2 separate regions of the Zea mays genome follow, and region 1 is linked to region 2. Evidence: chromatin contacts called from public Hi-C data. All regions are on one chromosome and are shown on one strand. The core of a region is the stretch at or near the end of the contact, and the rest is flanking DNA. Distances in the headings are between cores, read along the strand shown.

Region 1 (2,997 bases), core at 330-2,829, 200 kb after region 2:
CCTTACGTACGCAGTAGTATAAAATTGGCCAAGACGTCATTTGGCCCTTGGAGCTCCAACCCAACCCACGTGCATCCAAAATTTCTACCGGTCTATTTTTTACTACTCTACGTTTTACGAGCTCCGACCGTGGTCAAGGACAGCATCCAGGAATTGCACCGCGGCCAAGGAAAAGAAAAGAGAGAGCAGATGCATCGGAGCCAGTGTCGGCAGAACGGAACCGCCGCCCATCCCGCTTTGCTTTTGGGATCTGATGCGGCGGATCCTGCTGTCACGGGACGGCGTCGGCGTGACCTCTGCTGCTCGCTCTGCACCTGCCGGCCGGCCCGGCTGCCGCGCGAGCCCGGCACGTCACGCCTGCGGCCTGCAGGCCACGGAACTGACGTAGCGGCCGTGGCCACTGGACACGCGGCCGCCGTGACGCCGGGACAGCGCCACCGACGGCCGGCCGGCGCACGCACGTCTGTCTGTGTGGGTGGAGTGGAGCGCCGGCCGTCCCAGTCCCACGGTTCCCGGTTCCGGTTTTTTTATGTGCTGTCTCGGTCAGTCGGTCGCCTGCTGCCGCGGCGCTGTGGCTTTCGCGCACGGCGCACCTGTCCTTTGGATAGTTGGATCCATGTGACCTGTGCTCTACTACTCTTTGTCCTTTGCCCCGCAGCTGATCATGGTCATGACCTCCTCAACAGGTGTAAACAAAGCGCATCGGCAATGATTAAGCGGCCAGTTGTTGTTCTGTACTTTTGTAGTACTACATTGCCTGTATGACAAAGTCCAAGACAGAATGTAGGTCGGCTGAAAGTCCACTGGTCTGGTGTACTACTCCTGTTTCGTAGTACCTTTTTTTTTTACTGTGCTTATCAATTTCTAGGTCAACTGGTTTTTTGCGAATGGATTATTATTAATTGTTCGGAGAGTACCGACTGTTGAGAGTTTTCTGCCACATTATAGTCGACCCCCACGACGTACAGCCCCAGACGATGCTGAAGTATACTCTATCTATCAATGGTAGCTTCGTGGTCGGGCGACATGTTGTTCCATCATCCATCTGATGTCAGGGTTAACTCGCATGCCAAATGCACATGACAGCGGGTGAAAAAGAGGTGACGGGCGTGCACTTGATGACCACCGTTTCGACGCTGCTTGCCGATGTCAACACGCTGTCGCCATCCGACGGTGCAAGCCTGCCACTGCCACGGTACAAGACAAGATTTCAACTTGCACAGCGTCTGGAAAGCACCCCAACCTCTCAGTCCCAGGCCGCAGCAAGACACGGGCACGGTCCGCGTGCCACAGCTGTAGACCACACCAGCAACGACTCACGCCGGTGACCGGGGAAATTGTCCGCGTAGTCACTCTCCGCAGTCACGCTCCCCATTCCGTTCCCGGCGTTGCTGGCTTTCTCCGTCCCCACTGGCCAGCGGCCACCGCCACGTCGGCTACGCGCACGCCACTACTGCCCCACGTCCCGCGCAACCGGCTGCCCCACCCAGCACCGAACACGCCCGGCCGCCACGTCTCTCCCCCGTCCGTCCCCGCCACCGGCAATAATAAACGCCCGTGCCCAGTTCAAAAGCCTCCAAATCGCAGGCTACATACAAAATCCCACGCCGGCCGGACGCTAGCGAAAGCCTCTCGCGCTCCGCCTCCGTCGTCCGGAGCGCCCGCGTAAAGCCAAACACCAAAACCTCCCTTTTCCCCCGTTCCGTTCCGTTCCGTCCCGTCCCGTCCCCCACTCCTCCTCCAACCCCGGTCTCGCGCGATCCGCCGATCCGGTTTCCCCGCGCCCGGCCGCCCGTCCCGATCCCGCCGCTGTTTCGGCGGCCCGGTTCCGCCCTCCGTCCGTCGCCTTGCGGCGGCCTGGCGTTGATGTGGCGTGGCACGGGGCCCGTGCTTCGGTTTTGAGAGCTACCCGTGTCGGTGCGGAGAGGCCCGGGGCGGTCTTCAATGAGGCGGCGGCCGGTCCTGCCGGCCCACCACGACGACGTGGACAAGGGCGGCGGCAAGCCGGCGTCGTCGCGCCTCTGCTTCCTCGCCACGCTCTGCGCCATGTTCTGGGTCCTCATCTTCTACTTCCACTTCGCCGTCGTCTCCAACGACCCCGCCGCCTCGGCGGCGCAGGGCGCCGAGGCTCGCATTGCCGGCGCCCACACCCGCATTCCCGAACGCGACGGCGCGTCTCGCGTCGACGTTCCCCTCGCCTTCGCCTCGGAGCCGCCTCCGCCGCCGCCTCCTCCTCCTCCTCCTCCTGCCGCGCGGCCCAAGGAGGCGGAGGACGAGGTTGCCGCCGGAGTCCGCCGGGAGGAGGCGCCGCCCGAGGTCGCGGCGCCGTACCCGTTCGAGCGGGCGCTCAGGACGGCGGAGAACCAGAGCGACCCCTGCGGCGGCCGGTACATCTACGTGCACGACCTGCCGCCGCGGTTCAACGAGGACATGCTCCGGGACTGCGAGAAGCTCAGCGTCTGGACCAACATGTGCAGGTTCATGAGCAACGACGGGCTCGGCCCGCCGCTGGGCAACGAGGAGGGCGTGTTCTCCGACACCGGCTGGTATGGCACCAACCAGTTCTCCGTGGATGTCATCTTCGGCAACAGGATGAAGCAGTACGAGTGCCTGACCAAGGACTCGTCCGTTGCCGCGGCGGTGTTCGTGCCGTTCTACGCTGGGTTCGATGTGGCAAGGTATCTCTGGGGCTATAATATCACGACGAGGGATGCGGCGTCGCTTGATTTGGTGGAGTGGCTGATGAACAAGCCCGAGTGGAGCGTGATGGGTGGGCGGGACCATTTCCTGGTTGCCGGGAGGATCACCTGGGATTTCAGGAGGTTGACGGAGGAGGAAGCAGATTGGGGCAGCAAGCTGCTTTTCTTGCCGGCTGCAAAGAACATGTCGATGCTCGTGGTGGAGTCGAGCCCGTGGAATTCAAATGATTTTGGAATACCATATCCTACGTACTTCCACCCGGCCAAGGACGCTGAGGTTTTCCTTTGGCAGGATAGG
Region 2 (3,122 bases), core at 467-2,966:
GAACGCCACGTCCGTCGCAACGACGGCATGGTTCAGGAAGCACTGATCGTCTGGTCACATCTTCCTCGCGAACTGGCCACTTGGGAAGATGTCGCTCGACTTCGCCAAGAATTCCCTGCTGCACCTGCTTGGGGGCAAGCAGGTCTCCAAGGGGGAGGGAGTGTTACGTCCACTACTCCTGAGCCGGCGTGCTGCTCTTCCGAGAATGAAGCCCAAGTCGCAGAAGCAGGCCCAAGAAGGGGAAGCCGTGTCCGCAGGCCCAGTTCTCGTCTACAGGGTTTTGTGTAGCCTAGAGGAGAGCTGTGAGAGAGAGAGTTAAATGGCGGCTGCCATTGTATGGATGCAGACTTGAACAATACGAACACAAAAAAATCCTGCAGATTCTGTCGTCCTCCCTTCTTCTTCCTCCTTGAGACTTCTTCTACCACTATTCCACCGCTGCTTCTAACAGAAAATGAACTAATTTCTCTTACGGGACGTTTGGATCCCTTTATTTTAAAGAAATTGGAATTCACTCGATAAAATAAGTTATTTAGTTTGGAATTTGATATTCCACCACTTTCCAACGTTCATATATAAGTCTATCTCAAATTCATTGGGTGGAGGATGGGAAATGATTTTATGCATTAGTAGAATTTATTTCTACTCTGTAACTTACATGACACTCTTTGTCTCACTCCTCTATAGTAAAAATGTAGCACATAAATATCTCTGACATCTTGTTAATAATAGTATACAAATATATTTTGTATAAAACCAAATTATCTTAATTGATATATATCTAAATTACTATTATTAGAATGAAATTCAATTCCAATGATCCAAACGAGGCGTTAGGAAAATAGAAATCTCTTACGCCCCGTTTGGATCATTGGAATTGAATTCCATTCTAATAATAGTAATTTAGGAATATATCAATTAAGCTAATTCGGCTTTATGCAAAATATATTTGTATATTATTATTAGTAAGATGTCGGAGATATTTATGTGCTACATTTTTACTATAGGGGAGTGAGACGAAGAGTGTCATGTAAGTTATAGATTAGAAACCAATTCTAGTAATGCATAAAATCATTTCTCACCCTCCACCCCATGAATTTGAGATAGGCTTATATCTGAACTTGGGAAAGTGGTGGAATGTCAAATTCCAAACTAAATAAGTTACTTTATTGAGTGAATTCCAATTCTTCTAAAATGAAGGGATCCAAACGCCACGTTAGGAAAATGGGTTTACCAAACTAGCTCTAAGAATAAATTATTTATTGAGAGAAGTATTAAACAGTTAACTGGATTCAGGCTAAAAGATCAGACACGTACTCCGGTTGCATCCGCAATCTTGCCCTGCATTTCAGTTCCAGACTTCCAGTCGTCCGGGGAATGAAATCGTCTCGAGAACGGTCACCGACAAGTTAGCTCTGGGCCAAGTCAAGCTTCAGCATTCAGCGTTAAATCAAGACACTGGGATCAGCATTTGTTTCAGCTTTTGTTTTCAAGTGTTCCTTTCGTTGAGATGAGACCAGCTAACATTTCACTTCATATTTCAGGCTCGTTGGTTCAGGTAGACCCACTTCAGTTCCTCACAGCTCAACTGCTTCACTCTTCCTCCGGACGTCCTTGGTCACAAATCAGGAACACATATGACACAACTACTGCACTCATTCATTAATGCCTTGGGATGCATATATAAAACCATTGTCTCGCCAATCGTTTAACTTACCCAGAAACACAAAGAAAAATATACACAGCTGATCGATCGAGCAGCAGAAACCTGCACGTCCAACCAACCAAAACCCAAGATGTCGAGCTTCTTCCCATTTCCGTCCGCCCCTCTCGCCGTTCTTCTCATCGTCACGCTCCACGCCTCCGCCATCCATGCGCAGATACCTGCCTCGGCAACGACCGGCGCCGCGGTGGCCGCCACAAACCCGCAGCCAGGAGGCAGTGGCACTGGCGGCGGCGTAGTGGGCGCGGGCGGGCCGGACGCGCCTCTGGAACTCTACATGCACGACATCCTGGGCGGGTCGAGCCCGACGGCGCGGCCCATCACCGGTTTGCTGGGCAACATCTACAACGGGCAGGTCCCCTTCGCGCGGCCCATCGGCTTCAGCGCGCCCAGGAACGGCGTGGCGATCCCCAACGCCAACGGGCAGGTGCCCACGTACAACGGCAACACCGGCATCCCGCTGGACACCGGCTTGTCCGGCGCCGGGTTCTTGCAGCCAGGGACTGGGAACGGCGGCGGCGCGGCGGCGGCGGCACCGGCGCAGGTGCAGCTGGGCCCCGACGGCCTCAGCCTCGGGTTCGGCACCATCACGGTCATCGACGACGTGCTGACGAGCGGGCCCGACCTCGGCGCGCAGCCGCTCGGGCGCGCGCAGGGCGTGTACGTGGCGAGCTCCGCCGATGGGTCGTCGCAGATGATGGCGTTCACGGCCATGATGGAGGGCGGCGAGTACGGCGACACGATCAACTTCTTCGGGGTGTACAAGGTGGGCACCCCGCTGTGCCGGCTGTCCATCACCGGAGGCACCGGCAAGTTCAAGGGTGCCTGCGGGTTCGCCGAGGTACGCCCGCTCATCGCTTCCGGCCAGCACGTCACCGATGGCGCAGAGACGCTGCTGAGGATCACCGTCCATCTTGCTTAAGTTGTGACCGTAAAGTAAGCCAGCGCTTGTCGGCTGTCGTGGCTGCAGTGAAGCCTGGGCTGTGTTGTTTCGGACGTGTCGAGGTCGTCGCCTCGTCGGTGGATGCATGCATGCATGCAATTGCAATGTAGTGTTTGCATGGGTCAAAAATTGTATTCGCCTCGTCTGCAGGGTGTACTACCAATTGTTAAATTAAAGCAGTACATGATGTCGTGTGGTTATTATACAAAAGATAATTCACATCCATTTTCTTGCATTTTCGCCCCACAAGCCAACAAGCCACAAGGGCCGTCGCCACGCAAGCGCCGGCGCGGAGATGACCTGCAAACCTTGAAGTTGTGCTGGCCATGTTGAACGATCTGTCAACCCGATGACTCTGGAGCTTGCTTGCCACGAGAGAGATCAGCTGTGCTATGATCGTGAACTGTACTAGAATGAATGCTCTTTTGCAGTTAAAGGTAACAGCGCGACATACAG

What was found. Hi-C and Micro-C count contacts between places; a contact is called where the count stands out from the background.
Region 1: a contact with region 2 is called in a Hi-C map of root tip, with 9 times the contacts expected there. The contact joins the promoter of LOC118471934 here to the promoter of LOC118471899 in region 2. A contact is called at or near these places in 3 of 25 Hi-C or Micro-C datasets (ear, root tip and tassel).

What each region holds. Positions count from the first base shown.
Region 1 is chr1:9,769,118-9,772,114 of Zm-B73-REFERENCE-NAM-5.0, forward strand. It overlaps LOC118471934 (xyloglucan galactosyltransferase KATAMARI1 homolog), which reads left to right and starts at 1,580. Exons shown (of 1, transcript XM_035962608.1): 1 at 1,580-2,997. The coding sequence starts at 1,945.
Region 2 is chr1:9,571,261-9,574,382 of Zm-B73-REFERENCE-NAM-5.0, forward strand. LOC118471899 (dirigent protein 16) reads left to right here and starts at 1,717. Exons shown (of 1, transcript XM_035962598.1): 1 at 1,717-2,905. The coding sequence starts at 1,797. The coding sequence ends at 2,645. It overlaps LOC103644420, which reads left to right. Exons shown (of 2, transcript XM_008667626.4): 2 at 1,545-1,687. The coding sequence ends at 1,666. LOC103631706 reads right to left here. Exons shown (of 7, transcript XM_008652738.3): 7 at 2,838-3,122.